2 separate regions of the Sus scrofa genome follow, and region 2 is linked to region 1. The links are chromatin contacts, called in public HiChIP or PLAC-seq maps. All regions are on one chromosome and are shown on one strand. The core of a region is the stretch at or near the end of the contact, and the rest is flanking DNA. Distances in the headings are between cores, read along the strand shown. Region 1 holds the start of UBE2V1 (ubiquitin conjugating enzyme E2 V1). Region 2 holds the start of PTPN1 (protein tyrosine phosphatase, non-receptor type 1).

Evidence for each region. HiChIP or PLAC-seq counts read pairs in DNA pulled down with a chosen protein or histone mark.
Region 2: a contact with region 1 is called in an H3K27ac HiChIP or PLAC-seq map of alveolar macrophages. The contact joins the promoter of PTPN1 here to the promoter of UBE2V1 in region 1. A contact is called at or near these places in 1 of 5 promoter capture datasets (liver) and 2 of 2 datasets of contacts at active chromatin or transcription factors (alveolar macrophages and skeletal muscle).

What each region holds. Positions count from the first base shown.
Region 1 is chr17:51,660,278-51,668,161 of Sscrofa11.1, reverse strand. It overlaps UBE2V1 (ubiquitin conjugating enzyme E2 V1), which reads left to right and starts at 3,664. Exons shown (of 4, transcript NM_001205094.1): 1 at 3,664-3,741. The coding sequence starts at 3,720. LOC110257429 (a long non-coding RNA gene) reads right to left here and starts at 977. Exons shown (of 4, transcript XR_002340005.1): 1 at 1-977.
Region 2 is chr17:52,012,889-52,020,772 of Sscrofa11.1, reverse strand. It overlaps PTPN1 (protein tyrosine phosphatase, non-receptor type 1), which reads right to left and starts at 3,669. Exons shown (of 10, transcript NM_001113435.1): 1 at 3,436-3,669. The coding sequence starts at 3,498.

The DNA of each region.
Region 1 (7,884 bases), core at 2,415-4,914:
AGGTCCTGCTTAGTTCTTGCCCTCTTTCTGCGCTGGCATCTTTGGGATGTCAGCTTTTCAACCTCAGGCTTGTGCCTCATGGTGTCTTCATAAATGCCACAGCTCCAGCCATCACAACCTCATATTGTATGAAGGAGGAAAGGGGACAGAAAAGGCTTCCTCCCTAGCTATTATTAGAAGAAGGAAATTTTCCAAATATGGCTCCTCCCCAACTCACTGGCTAGAAAAAACTAGATCACAGGCACACCCCTGGACCAATCACTGGCAAAAAGAAATGGCAGTGCCTGTGACTGGCTTGGGATCATACCTGGAAACTGGACCTTCTGCCTCCTAAACAAAACCAGGCTTCCGTGAGAATGGAAAGACATGACTGATCTGGCAGTCAACAGTGTCCAACACACCTCCACTCTGGACTCTTCACCTCCAGTCTTGCTGCCACCCAATTCAATTTCCTTGAGGCAGCCAGGCTGCACTTTGTAAAAATGCAAACCCGCTTAAGTTTTGCTTAAAACTTCCCAGGCTTCAGCTCCCTCACCATAGAGGAAATATCAAGTGCCCCATAGTTGAATGAACTGGCTTCCAAACCTGATTTTACTGCTTATTACATGACCCTGGGAAAGCCATCCTACTCCACCGAGTCTGTTTCCACAGATGACAAATGTCGAGATGATAGCTACTTAGCAGGAGTCACTGAGGAAATGATAACAGTAAAAATAATAATAATGGTAGCAACTATAAAAAATAAAAATAAAAACTAATAATGGCAGCAACTAATATTTATATACCACTCGCTCTGTGCCAAGTCTTTTTCTAAATTCTTCAGTTCTATTAGCCATTTTAATATTCCCACGAATCCAATAAAACAAGACTCTCATCCTCACCCGCTGAAGCTACCACCAGCTCAAGCGCAGAGACCGAAGGGAGTACAGGCGACAGAAATAATGCAGCTCTAAGGTCTGGCGGCGACCTCCGGGGAGGGGGCGGAGCCTCTACGAGAGCTTTAGTTTAGGGAGGACTACAACTCCCAGCAGGCTCTGCGACACCGCTAGCCTATAATAACCAGCATGCCACGGGCTGTCGGGGTTAATTTACTCCTCCTTCGAAGCGCTCTGTGGAGTTAGTCTTATTGTGAGTTTTGCTTGCCAGAAGTTTCCTGCGGGAACCAAGGAATCTATGCCAGTAAATAATTATGAGCATTGTGGATGAGAGGCTTGTGTTTTAATCTTCACGCCTCCACCTGTTAGCTCTGAGTCTGTTTTCTCATCTGAAAAAATGGGGCTATTCCTGGGAGTTGTTGCATTGAGTTTTGAGGATTAAGAGCTGGATATGACAGCTTGATAAACGTCAGCTCTTCTAGTATCCCCTTCTCCCTCAGTGCCAATGCGTTTATCAACGTATTTATCTCCACAGTAACCCTATGAAGTTGGTACTGTCATCCCCCTTTTCACAAGAGGAAATTGATGCCAAGAGAGGTTCAAGTCTCTTGCTTGAAGTCAGACTGCAAAGTGAGTGGTGAAGCAGGCCCCGAACCCAGAAAATTTCATTCCAGAGGTGAGCCCAGCTAAGGAGCCCAAAAACCTCCCACTTGCTATCTTGACGTTTACAGTGACCTAAAGTCAGGGGGCAAATATTTTCTGTGCCCTTCAAGGTAAACTTGAATCATGTGATACACAGAATAATGTCAAGATGATTGCAGGCAGCCACTGCTGGGAAGAAGACACAAGTGGCACTCTGAGAATCATAGCTGAATTTGAGCTGGTTGGAGAAATCAGGGATAGCGTCCCTGAAAGGGCAGTGCTGGAGCTGGGAAGAGTTGGAACAACGCAGGCAAAAGCCCTGAGGAGGAAGAGGACATGCATACCAGAGGTCTTGAAAAGGGCCAGTGTAGCTAGAGAGGGACAGCAAGTCTTAAGAGGTTCAGGCAGGGGAGGGAGGAAGTAAGACACCCAGGGTGCAGATTTTAGGGAGGCACTCATTTGAAGGGTGGTGCAAGCGCAGAGCCTAGATCTGAGAGTGAAAGCCCCTTTAGGTTGGGTGCCCTAAACACCTCACTGGCCCGATCCTAGTCCTGGCCCTAGGTGCCAGGTCTTGTGGGTAGTAGGGTGGATAACATCTTGATTTGCCCTGGCGAGTCCTGGTTCTGCTTGTTGTCTGAGCAAGATTTCAGTCTTGGCCCCCTTTCAGTCTAATGACTCTCCTTGTTGGATAAGTGTTCTGTGGTCCCTCAACTTGCAAAGTCTGTGTTTTATTCTGTGAGAATGGGGAGCCACTGAAAAGTTAAGTTGAAGGATGTTTTGAGCAGACTCAGGCTGCCATAAGGAGAATGGAACATGAGGGCAAGAATGGAGGCTGCTAGGTCATCCAAGTGGGAGAAAGGGGGAGCCTGGAAGAAGTGGATGGAGAAGAGAGATGCTTAGGAGACACTGCTGTCAGAACAGAATGATGAATTGCATGCACTGAGTGAAGGCTTCCAACTTCCTTGTTCCTCTGCACTGAAAGCCCTGGTGTTTTCTCTGCCCATATTTAGCTGTGTTACCTTGAGGCAATCTTTTCACCTCTCTCAGCATCAGTTTCTATATCCATATTAAGGGCTTCTCAGAACATTTAAGATTGAAGAGTTTCTTCTGGATTTAACATTTGCAAAATGTCCCCAGGGCCTTTGCACATGCCATTCCCTCTACCTCCTTCCTATTATTCAGGTCCTTATTGAAGTTTGAAGGAGGCCTTAGAAGGCCCTCCCTGACCACTCCTTCTCTAGTTTACTCTCTATCCTATTATAGTTATGTTCTTTCCCACTTGTTTACTTTCTTCCTGTCTCCAACTAAAATGTAAGCCCATGAGAGCAAGGGCTTGCTTTTTCAGGGATTATAGTCATCCTTAGCACCTAGGACTGCATCTGGCACATAATAGATACTTAGTAAATATTTGTTTGATATAATGAATGAAGGAAGGAACAAGCGAATGGGGAATGCGTTCCTTGACACTTTAATGCCCCCCAAACCATTTTAGCTACCCTTCTATAAGACCCTTCTGGCCTGGGAGCATCCATCCTGGAAGCAAGACACCTGGCCCACATTCAAATTCTGACTGAGGCACTTAACAGCTGAGTTTAGTTAAATCGGTTAACACCTCTTCCCTTCACTCTGCAGTTTAATCCCAGCTTCATTCTTTTATCCCCACCTGGTAGAAATGTGAAGATCCAACTAGATAGGAAAATGCTTAAAGCAAAATAGGCATTTTAAAAAATATATTATAAATTTGCATGTTTACTTTTTTACTTTTATCGATTTACAATACTGTGTTAGCTTTAGGTGCACAGCATAGGGATTCAGGTTTTTGTGGTGTGGTGCTGTTGTTGTTTTGCAAATTATATTCCATTATAGGTTATGACAATACGCGGGTTTTTTTAAGCTTTCTTATCTTTTTCTTTCCCAGTCACGCCTTTCCAAGTCTGATCACCCTTGCCTTTCTCACCAAGCACCTCAATAGCTCCTTCGCACCCAAACCTGAAGGACCTTGCAAGCTGCTGGCCATGGCGCACGCAAATATTTCCTCTCCTAAAGGGCAGAAAAAAAAAAACCTTCCCGGCAACGGGTCCCGCGGTCTGCGGAGCTGGCGTCAGCGGAGGGATTTGCGCATGCGCACACGCATGCGTAGAAAGGCCCCGGGACGGGCGGGGGGTGAAGAAGGGGCCGGCCTTTGAGCGACAGCGACGCAAGATGGCAGCCACCACGGGCTCGGGTGAGCGGGGGCGCCGGGCCCGGCCGGCCGAGGGGGCAGGGGTTCGGGCCGGGGGCGGGGGACCTGCAAAGGCCCTTGCTGCGGGGCTAGGGTCTCTGCGTTGCCTCTGTCTGCTGGGCCCCACGGCGGCGACCCAGGCGGCCTGAGTGGGGAGGAGGAGCAGGCGGTGGCCGGAAGCACGGGCGGGGGCCTGAGGGGCCTGTGGGAGGCGCGGCAAGGCCCAGAGGCTCCCCCGGGCGGTGTGAGGGCCCAGCTGAGAGGAAGGGCCCGGCCCCGCTGCGCTGCTGGGCGGCGAGAGCGGGCGAGGGGTGAGCCCAGAGACACCCCTGAGGAGACTGGAGCTGGCGGCTCTCTGGGGGGAGATCAAGGGGTTCTCTGGAGGACGAGGAGGCTCCCCCAAACGAATGGAAGTCCTTTATTGGGTGCTGAGGGTCTAGGCGGGGGGGAAGCAACCGTGGGATGTCCATTTAGCGGGGACTTCAGAGAAGCCTCTCCGGATGGATGGGGGAAGGAAACAGCATTCTGAGAAGTGATTGAGAGGATCCCCCATTGGTTCAGGGGACGACTCCAGTGTTAGTTTTGGGGATGGGGTTAGCTGAGGAAATTTCTATGTTGATTAGAAAGGGGGTGTCTGGGGTGTCTGCTTTTGGGGAGATTCGGGGTATCTCTACAGGATAAGAGAAGGGGAAAAGGATTTCTCGGATTCCAGCGGGATCTCGTTGGAGCATCAGAAAGTGAAATGACCCCATGGTTACCAGGCCCCTATTTGAGAAGATAGATGTTAGGTTTTTGGATAGCTCCGGGTAGGGCAGTTGGTGGAAGCCTGCGATACTGGGCGAAGAAGAGATGAATTGGGAGCCCTGGAGGTGTCTGGGGTAGGAGTCAACTGAGGGAAGCCCCATGCAGTGGGTGACAGTAAGAAAAGGTCGGGTTTCAGAAATATTTCTTTTAGAAAAGATCTTTATTGAGTGTCACTCCTTTCCACTCTTTTGAATATTGATAACACATGGTTGTTCAGCTCAGCAGTTCTCCATCGACTTGATGGGCATGGGGAGAGGGACAAGTGAAATGGGAACCTTGGGTGACTGGAGAAGAAGGCTGAGAGGCAAGAGAGCATGAGGGGGCTACACTTTGTGTGTGTGTGTGGAGGGGGGGGTCTACCAGGCCCTAGTAGATAAAGGGAAGTAGCATTTATTTTGAAACTGGATTCCCTGCTCTACATTTCTGAGATGTGCCAGAGGATCAAATCCTGAAGGGTCTGTTTCAGAGTTAACACTCCCAGTTGAGCATCAGGGGATGGACTCAAATGGCCTTCTGGAGCAGGCAGGCTGAGGATTGCCTGAGGAAGGTCCCTCAGAGGGGTTGATGATGCAAGAGAGTCTGATTCTGGAAATGCAGGATTTGGGAATGACAGTGTCTCCCTCCCTTTTGGTGAGGATGCTGTCCCCTGAGGTGCCTGGCAGTCAAATTGGCCAGTGAAGTCCTCCCAGATGAGGTGACAGTGGGTGACCTGTGATGGAAAAAGCAAACAGGACCACCAGCCCGGACATTGAAATCTGATGCTGCAGCAGTGTTGTTAGGAGAGAGTCGGTGACCCAAAGTGAACAGGGTGGGGGGAGTGTGTCTTTCAACGATGGTCCCCCTCCAGTATCCTAAGGAGCCATCTTTGGCTGATTGTTATAGTGGGAATAGAGGGAATTTGAAGTGGGGGATCTGACTGAAGTCACCTGCCACAGGCTGCCTTTTATACTTAAAGCAATGGGGTCTTCCTAGAGGACAGAGGAAACCATACATCATTTTCCTAGATTTTGATTTCAGTTGGAACAGTGCTGAGTCAGTTCATTTACCAAGAGACCGCCAGAGACATTCTCAGAAGAGAGAGGCTGAGTCAGGCCAGACTGCTGTGGGAAACCTCTCACTAGAATAACACCCCTGCCAGGTTGCTATGAACAGGGGGGTGCACTGTGCCTGGAGCAGCCAGCATTATGGTGCTCTTGCAACTCAGCCCTGTTGGCAATCACTTGATAGTGGCTACCTATAATCCGGTTTAACAGCTACCTAATTCTAACTTCTTGAGGCCCTGCCAGTTGAAGAGTTCTTCATAAATGCTGTGGTGGTCAGATAAAACATCTTCAGCTGCTGTCTAGTGGCATATAAGAACACTTGGCATGGTTTAGATAAGATGGAACAGGTTTTGAGTTGCCCTAAAATGGGTTTCCCAGAACTCCTTTATTTATTCAACAGGTATATTATTAAGGGTTTGCTGTGTTCCGTGTGAATAGCGAACAAGATGGACATAGTCCCTGTCCTTGAGGAGCTTCTCTTCAAGTCAGGAAGAAGCCCATTAAAGGACAAAATAATTAAGAAGATTTCAGATAACAGTAAATGCTGTGAAGGGAATTGTGTAATGTAATAGTGTCTGGAGAGGTGGTCAGGAAAGGCTTCTCCAAGAAGGGGCATTTGAACTGAGACAAATGATGGAAGGAGCCAACAGTGTGTGTCACAGGCAGGGGAGGGGGAGACAGTGAGTGCAAAGGCCCCGTGGCAGGATGAAGCTTGGCATGCTGAAAGAATAAAATAAAGGCCTTAGTGTGCAAGGAAGTCTTCTTAAAGAGATGGGTTGCAGAGATACGGCTTTGGATTTTTTTTTTTCCCCTTCTTTTTTTTTAATGGCTGCACCCTGGGCATATGGAGATTCCTGGACCTGAGATTGAATCCAGTCTACACATCAGCTATAGCAGTGCAGGATCCTTTAACCCACTGAGCTGGGCCTGGGATCCAATCCATGCCTCCACAGTGACCCCAGCCACTGCAATTGGATTCTTAACCCCTTGCACCACAGCGGGAACTCTTGGTTTTGGATTTTATTCTGTGTGAAGGGAAGCCATTAACAAGTGTTTGGTCTGAAAGAGACATTCAGTAAATATTTGTTGAATGAATAAATGAGAGTCTTAAAAAGAGGAGAAAGATCCGATATCTGCTTCCAAGCAGTAAGAGTGCAGAGTGCTACGGTCGAAGCAGAAAGATTTTATTTGTATTATACTAAAATAAGTGTACAGGCCTCTCTGCTAACCCTGAGAAGCCTTTCAGGTGTGGTCAGAGGCCCTGAGGCCTTCCCTAGACTGGTTTAGAACAAGCCTCTTGATTAATCCATGCCCCTGGTTGCCAGGAAACAGCTGTGAAGCCTTTGAGTTCCTATAAGGGCTTAGTTTTTTGTGGTCACTGCTTTTAACACTTGGCAACACCTTCTCACCTCCTTTGGTTCTGCAGTGTGTGACTTCTGCCTAGCTCTTAGGGTGTGGGACTGTGGAAAGTACACTAGAATCCTCAGGATGCCCATGCTGCCCTGGCCAAGATTGCAGGACCTCAAAGAGTAGCTCTTGGTTGCCAGGCCTTTCCTCTCACCCAGCCGCCTACAGTCTTCCCTGACAATTAACCAGAAACTTGAGTACCAGAAGAGTAATCCCTTTGCGTTTTAAATTTGCATATGCTGGAGTGGCCTCATACACACACTCCTCAAATGAACATTTAACTAAATGGGCAGTGGATATTACGTGGTCTTCCATTTCATTCAGGGGTGTTCCCCAGGAGCAGCTGGAGCTGGGAGATGAGAACCTGTGGTCTCTTAGCTCCAACTGGCACCTTAAGATGCTCACACGGTGAGACACACAAGAATGATACCAGCTGAGTGCCTTTTGTACGACATGGGCCCTGCTTTCAAGAGGACTTCTTCATGTGGTACTCAGCTGAAGGCACAGCATTCTGCTCCAGTGATGGAGGGAAAATGCTTTGTTGGGCTGGTACAGCCTATAGCTCCTCATAGGGATTGCCAAGGCTAATGTGATGATTGAGATGTTCCCCTTCACAATAACTTTATTTATTTTTTTATTTTTCACAATAACTTTAAAAGCACCCTCTTCCTACCCGCCACTGCCACATCCCCTTTCTCTCCCCGCTTCCCACCCCATTACCTCAAGTGTAGCTCCGCAATGGTTTGATAAAAGTAGAATAGAAAAATGTGAAGTCAGGAATCCTCTCTTTAATTCTGAAGGGCCTCAGGGACGTACAGAGCAGCACACTTTGTGAAGTAGCGATGTTAACACTACAGCTGGATATTACACGTAGTGGTCTAGAGTTTTTCTT
Region 2 (7,884 bases), core at 2,420-4,919, 350 kb before region 1:
CAAACAAATAATGATAGAAAAAAGTCCTTCCCTCAATATTTCTACTTGTGCCCCCAGTTAATCTGAGTCCAAATATCTCTGCATCATTTCCAAGGCAGGGATCAGAAACCTAAATTTAGTTTACTTAAACCAGGGCTACACAAGAACATTTAGATCTAATGGGTCACTCAAGATGACGAGAACTTCCCAGCCTCTCCATGTCATTTCCGTTTGTCTTTCTTTTTTTCTTTTTAAGTGAAGTGAGTCACAGGGCATAGATCTTTCTCCTCGGCACAAAACACAGGTTTTCTCTGACGAGAATGGTATTTAAATAAAAATCATTGGGATATTTAAAATATCCACCTTGGACTATAACAACATAAGCCATAAGGAATTTTAGTGATTTTAGTGAACTATTGTTACAACATGGTTTTAACGTAGTCAGGCATTAGGTCGTATTTCATAATGAAGGCAGCTATAAAAACAAATGTCAATTGGAAGAGTGGCCCATTTTACAAAGCCTGCCTCTAACAGAGAATAAATCTTGCCTTCAAGTCACAAGCTATTGTTGCAATCTCCTTTATCTGAAACAATCAAATCATTCATACTGAAAAGTAGTGAACAGTGTCAGAGAATCAAAGAACTGGAGATGAGAGAAACAGTAAAACACCTGACCCAAATCTTAAACTACAAATGGAGGGTAGTTTATTCTATTTTCATTCATTCAAGCCCGCCCTTCTCTCTTTCTAGCTCCAAAAACCAATACCTTTCCCTATCTGTGTTCTCTCTTCTCTTCTGGACACTTCAGGCTTGTTAAGTATTACTTCCACTTTTCAAACCAGACATACAATTGTTTAAATGATAGAAAACAATTTTTAAAACCATCTATGCATGCTATCAAAGCTGACTTTTTATAGACCTAAATGCGTATTAGTATCTATGCTATTCATAAGCATTAACAATTAAAAACAATTATGCTCACTTTATTAAACGGAGCTAACAGAGGATCTTTGCCTGAAACATTTGTTTTCTAAGCCACCACATTCCTCAGAGTTCAAGTCTACTTCATCCTTTGTTCTTTTCCCAACTGTTTCCAAGTTTTTACATCTTTTCATTCTAGTAAGAAGTTAGTATACTGAGAAATAACCACTGCTTTGTTTACAAAATGTCAAGCAAAAATTACATATTATTTTTAAAATCATCAGACTCAGCAAGCTCAAAATGATTTTATATAAGGCTGCCCTCACTGTGACATGCTATAAAATATTAATTTTTTTAACTTCCATTTTCTACCAACCATAAACACATTTCTGTGAATTCCTAAAAAATAATGGTTTTGGTAAATTGGCACACACTTTGGAAAAGTGCCACTTTAGATCTCAAGGTCGTTTGAACCCCTCATTTTTTAAAATGTCACAGTTGGCCACTTTTAATGTCCAGAAGCCACTTTTTATGTCCGGAAAGAAAAGAACTTCTGATTGTAACTCTGCAAAAGAAAAATATCTGTACTGCAGAGGTGAGAAAGCCCATGGTGTACGATTCTTTAAGATAAAAGAAACTACCTCTAGAATCTAGAGAAATCAACTGTACAGCAACCTCAACTAGCTCCTGGGGTTCCAAGGTGATAGACAAACATAAGAACAATGAGAGAAATTAAGGGAAGACCATGTTCCATGCTAGTGGCCTGCTGAACACAGTTTTAACAATGCTTGAGTGACTGGTCTCCCACACTGCCCAGTGCCTCCTGGAGGCCACCCCCAGATGTGATGCGGAATATCATAATCAACCCCAACACTTCAGACAGAGAATTGTTTCATTTAAACCACTTTAGAGTCTACTGTATTAAATGCGATGCAGTAAATTTGTCTACACATTCTCTAAGTCACTAGCGGAATTCATTCGATTAACTCAGAGAGACTAGACACGGAATACAAATTTTATATATTGATTGATCGTACTTATACAGATTAAAGTGGTTAGAAATATTAGCCTATCAGAAGCTAATATACATTACAGTGCAACTAAAGAGAATCCTGTCAAATAAGCTTGATGCAAATCCACATGAAACCAAGCCTGACAAAAAAAGGCTTTTGTTAGTCAAGCATACCAAAGAACTGCTTAAAGCTTTTTTCCTTTTTAAGTGGAGCTCAAAATAGACTTTAATACTACCAGCTGATGGATCTCACAATTTGCCTTTTGAGCCTATAAGCCCCAAACAGAATAAACTGCCTTCTCCCTTTACACAAGTAACAACATCTCTCTATTCTGTACATTGCTTATTTAAAACACCGAGTGTGGTTTTGGTTAATCCTCACAACCCCCACAATGACATTTAATAGGCAGCACGTATTTTCTTCAGAGGATTTAGCTGTTTGGGAAAGCAGACCTCTGGGTCTTTTTAATCTGAAGATGTGGCGATATGTGAGAACCCCCACCTTCCTAACTTTTCATTTCTGAACCACCATAACCCACAAGAAGATGAGGACTGGGAAGACACGATCATCTCAACCATGATCAAAGGATAAGATGCTCATGGAGGAAAGATACTATTTTAGAGAGGGATAAAAAAGGTTAATCTTCCCTGTTGCTTGTCCGACACAGGGTAATATTTTGGCCCAGTGGAGTGGGTACTACTGGCTTCCCGGCTAGAAAGCAAGAGTCTGACACTCTCAGGGCTTAGCTCACAGAGCAGACGTCTCTTCCTCTGACAGATCTTCCCTGATCCCATTCTCTGAGGTAGCCCACTTTCCCCTAAAGTTACTCTTCACCCCGTTATGTTTTGTTTTCTTCACAGCACTTGTCGCCATCTGAAATTATTTGCTTTTGTGTCTGACCGTCCTATTCGACTCGCAGCTCCACGGGGGACAGGATCTTGTCTGTCTTGTCCAGCAAACACTACCTCCAACGCCTAGGCAGTGCCTAGCACGGAAGAGGCACGCCAATTCAGACCCATTAAATGAATGAACAGGAAGGGGGAAGGGACTGTCATCCATGGGACTCGACACACACTAGGGGAAAGGAAATGTAAAGGAGGGAGGGGAGAGCAACCCTTTCCCCCAGAGAGACAAAGGAAGACAGTTTGAGGTGGTCCAGTTTAGAAAAGGAAGTAGTGGGGGTGTTCTATCAACCCCTGGGGACAAAGACTGGACAGGCAGGGGGGCGGGGTCGGGGTGCAAGGGGGAGCAGAGGCGGGCGGCTCCCAGGACTGAGAGGTCACCCGGGCTGGAGGATATGAGGTAGGTGGGAAATCAAAGGGGACTGCGAAGCCAGGGAGAGACGCAGACCCACCCGGGGGACAAAGAGAGGGGACCGGCCTCCGCTGCCGTCGGACCGAATCCTCAAGCAGCAGGGCTGAGCGGAGGGCGGGACCCAGGCGGAGAAAGGGGTCTGGGGTCTGAAGAGAAGGTTCACGAGGCCTAAGCGAAGGGCCTGCCGCGCTCCGGGGAGCTCCCGCACCTGGTAAATGGCCGCCCAGTTCCCGGCCTTGTCGATCTGCTCGAACTCCTTTTCCATCTCCATGACCGGCCAGGGCGGCTGCTGCGCCTCCTCCTGGGCCCACTGCGCCGTCTGTTTCTCTCGGCCGCTTCGCACACTCCGCCCGGAGTCCCGCAGCAAACCTCGACTCCGGCCGCTACCGCCGCCCCGGCCGCCGCTGCTTCTTCATGTCAACCCGGCAGCCGGAAGTACGCACAGCGCTGCCGCGGGCTCCGCCCCTCAAGCGGAAGGACCAATAAGCGTTCAAAACGTCATCGAGCACTTCCGCAGGGCGGAGTCGGGGGAGGTGCTGAGGAGAGCCGCCTCAGCCCCGCGAGATATCTTGCAGCGTGCGCTTCCTCCTCCCATCCTGGGCTCCGGGCTTGGGCGTGGCACGCGCCGGTTGCTTAGGCGACCCCCGGGAGCCCCGCCCACGCGCGTGGGTTTGCAAAGCCCCCACAGATTTAGAGTTTAAGCCTCCACGTGGTCCATTGAGTCAGAGAGTGACTTTGAAGCATCATCCCTGTTTCCTGCAGCTCCAGGGCCCAGGCCTAAGTGCTCCAAGCTGCGGGGGTGGGGGCCGCTGAACGCTCCCCTTCTATCTTCCCGCCTCCAGCAAGATATGCGCGTTTTTTTCATGACAACTTAGAGCTTCCTGATTTACCAGGCTGCTGGTGCCCCCTGAATGTACTATCCTTGTCTGAAACTCAAGATTTCCATTTGGAGTCTCCTATCTTGGGCATTGCAAGAATGAATGGATTGGGGTCTTGTAATGATTTTCACTTTTTCCCAAAGTAGGAAGGAAAACCTGCTCAGACTGGACTCAGTGGAGCACAAATTCCATGGTGCATTCGTGTGTTGAATAATGGCAGATTTCTGGGTCCACCTCCAAAGGATTCGGATACAGGAATCTGTATTTTTCACGGGCAACTCCAGCTAATTCTATATCTATGATCTTTGAAGCACATATGAGAAGGGCTGGTCAGGTTTCCTTCCCACAGATTCTACTTTAAGCCATCCAGTTTTGGTCCTGACACGTTATGTGGAGATTGCGAATTCCATGGGGTCAGAGACCTAGAGGAGGACAGAATTATCTCTGTTCACTCTTCCCATCTCAAGCCTCCCAAGAAGCAGCTGTGTTGAATTCCAGCTCATTCCTTGAATGCTTATGGCAGGCACTGTGCCTGGCATTCCAAGTACACTTTCTCATTTAATCTCTACAACAACCCTACAATATAGACACTGGTATCATTCCCATTTTACAGGTGAGGAAACTGAGGTGCAGAGAGGCAAAATCACTTGTCCAGTGTAGCTTTGCATATTGGTATGGAAGCCAGGATTCTAAGTAGTCTCCAGGGGAGTGCTTGCTTTGGAGCCAGGCTGATTCCAAATTCCAACGCAACCAAACACTAGCTGTGCAACCTTGGGCAAATTACCTACCCCTTCTCTGCCTTCTTTCCCTTCTTTGTTAAATGAAGATAATAAAAGTACCCACTTCAGGAGTCCCTGTCGTGGCTCAGCAGAAACAAATCTGACTAGCATCCGTGAGGACGCAGCTTCGATCCCTAGCCTTGCTCAGTGGATTAAAGGATTCAGCGTTGCTGCAAGATGTGGTGTAGGTTGCAGACACAGCTCAGATCTGGCATTGCTATGGTTGTGGTGTAGGCGGGCAGCTACAGCTCTGATATGACCCCTAGCCTGGGAACCTTCATATGCCACATGTGCAGCCCTAAAAAGACAAAAAAAAAAAAAGTACCTACTTCATAGGGTGGTGTGAAGATTGAAAGAGTATTTATAATGCTTTCAGTATAATGAGTTGATCAATTAATATGACCCTTCATTATTATATACCTTCAATTAACAGCAAATGGGAGATAAATTCTTTTTTTAAGTCTTTTTAAGGCCAGTTTATTTTACATTTTTTTAAGTTAAATTATTTATTTATAAATAAATAACCATGTGGAAGTTCCCAGGCCAGGGGTGGAAACTGCACCACAGTAGTGACAAAGCCAGGTCTTTAAAACACTGAGCCACCAGGGAACTCTAGGAGGTAAATTCTTAAAAAAAAACTTAAAAAAAAATTTTTTTTTTTTTGGGCCGCACCTGTGCCACATGGACGTTCCTAGGCTAGGGGTTGAATCGGAGCTGCAGCTGCCGGATTACACCACAGCCAGAGGAACGCCAGATCTGAGTCCCATCTTTGGCCTACACTGCAGCTTACAGAAACGCCAGATCCTTAACCCATTGAGCGAGGCTAAGGATCGAACCCTCATCCTCATGGATACTAGTCAGTTTCTTAACCCACTGAGCCGTATCAGGAACTCAAGGAGGTACATTCTTATTGGATAAATGCAATTGGTTTGATAGACAATGTCTTTGGAAACTGAGTATTCCAAGGAGGGGGAAATTAACAAAAGATGCCCATTTGGGTGAAAAGTTTGGAAACCTCACACTTTGAAGCTGCCTAATTAAAGTCTTAGCCATTTAAGTGACTCTCCAGGTTCATGTACTCTTTCTGCCCTTATTTCTTCGAGTGCTAGTTTGTCTGGAACTCACAGAACTGAGAGCTCCTTGAGGGGGACAGAGAACAGGGCTGGTCCATTCCTCTCCCTGTGAGCTGAGCTAAGTAAGTAAATAAATCAAACACTAATCTGGAGCCCAAGTGGCCCTCATGCCTGCAGGGAGTGCCACCCAGTGACTGGACCAGGCTTTGAATGGGGCCAACGCTATGCACACGATCTTGGTGGAGGAGTGGGAAGGGGGTGCAGGAGGCTAGAGCAGGGTCCATGTGTAATCAATGGATGTATTAGTTACCTAGAGTGGCCATAACAAATGATCAATCACAAATTGGTGGCTTAAACCAACAGAAACATATTTTTGAACAGTTTGGAGGCCAGAAGTCTGAGGTCACTGTGTTGTCAGGGCCACACTCTCTTTGAGGTCCCTTGGGGAGAATCCTTTGCCTCTTTGACCGGCGGCTTCAATCATTCCTCAGCTTGTGGTAGCATAAAACCAGTCCCTGTCTCTTTACACAGTTCTCTGTGGCTCCTTTTCCTGCTGTCTAATCTCCTCCTGCTTCACTCTTTCAAGGACACCTGTCATTTGACAAGTATAGTAAGGACCTTTTCTAATCCAGGATGATTTGGTATTCCCAGGTGATTCAAGATGATCTCATTTTGAGATCCTTAAATTAACTACGTTTGCAGAGTTACCACTGTGGCTCAGCAGAAACGAATCTGACTAGCATCCATGAGGACGCAGGTTCCATCCCTGGCCTCACTCAGTAGGTTAAGGATCTGGCGTTGCCATGAGCTGTGGTGTAGATCACAGATGCCGCTCAGATCCCGTGTTGCTGTGGCTGTGGCGTAGGCCAGCAACTACAGCTCCGATTGGACCCCTAGCGTGGGAGCCTCCATATGCCACGGGTGCAGCCCTAAAAAGGAAAAAAAAAAAAAATTTAGTTATGTCTGCAAAGACCCTTTTTCTAAGTCAGGTTATATTCCAGGTTCTGGGGGTTAGGACTTGGACATACCTTTTTGAGGGCCCTCACTCCACCTACTATAGTAGCAGAGGGTAAAACTTTGTCACAAATATTGATCCTGAATGAAACCCCTAATTTCAGGTATCAGCTAATGACCATCATATCCAGTCTTTACAAAGAAGCAGCCAGAGTGCCATTTTAATTTTTGGATCATGAAAATCCCTCCAATAGCTTCCCATGCTTCTTAGAATGAAACCCAAATAAGTCCTAACCCTAGCTCCCCAACCTCTCTCCTTCTCTTTTTTTTTGGGGGGGAGGGAGGCAGGTGGGCTGCACCTACTTAATGTGGAAGTTCCTAGGCCAGAGATCAAACCTATGCCACAGCAGCAACCAGAGCCACTATAGAGACAATGCCTGATCCTTAACCTGCTGTGCCACCAGGGAACTCCCCTTCTCTTTTTCTTTTCTTTCCTTCTTTTTTTTTTCTTTTTTTTTTTTCCTTTTAGGCCTGCACATGTGGCATATGGAAGTTCCCAGCTAGGGATCTCATCCGAGCTGTAGCTGCTGGCCTACACCACAGCCACAGCAATGCCAGATCTGAAATGCATCTGTGACCTCTGCTACAGCTTGCAGCAATGTGGGATCCTTAACCCACTGAGCGAGGCCAGGGATTGAACCTGTCTCCTCATGGATGCTAGACAGGTTCAAAACCCTCAGAATCACAACGGGAACTCCCTCCCCTCTCTCCTTGTACTCTATGCTCAACAAGTCCTCTACCACATTGAACTAGTTTCTTTCTTTTTTTCTTTTTAGGGCCATACTTGCGGCATATGGAGGTTCCCAGGCTAGGGGTCATATCAGGGCTGTAGCTGCCCGCCTACACCACAGCCATAGCAATGCCAGATCCAAACCACATCTGTGACCTACACCACTGCTCATGGCAAAGCCGG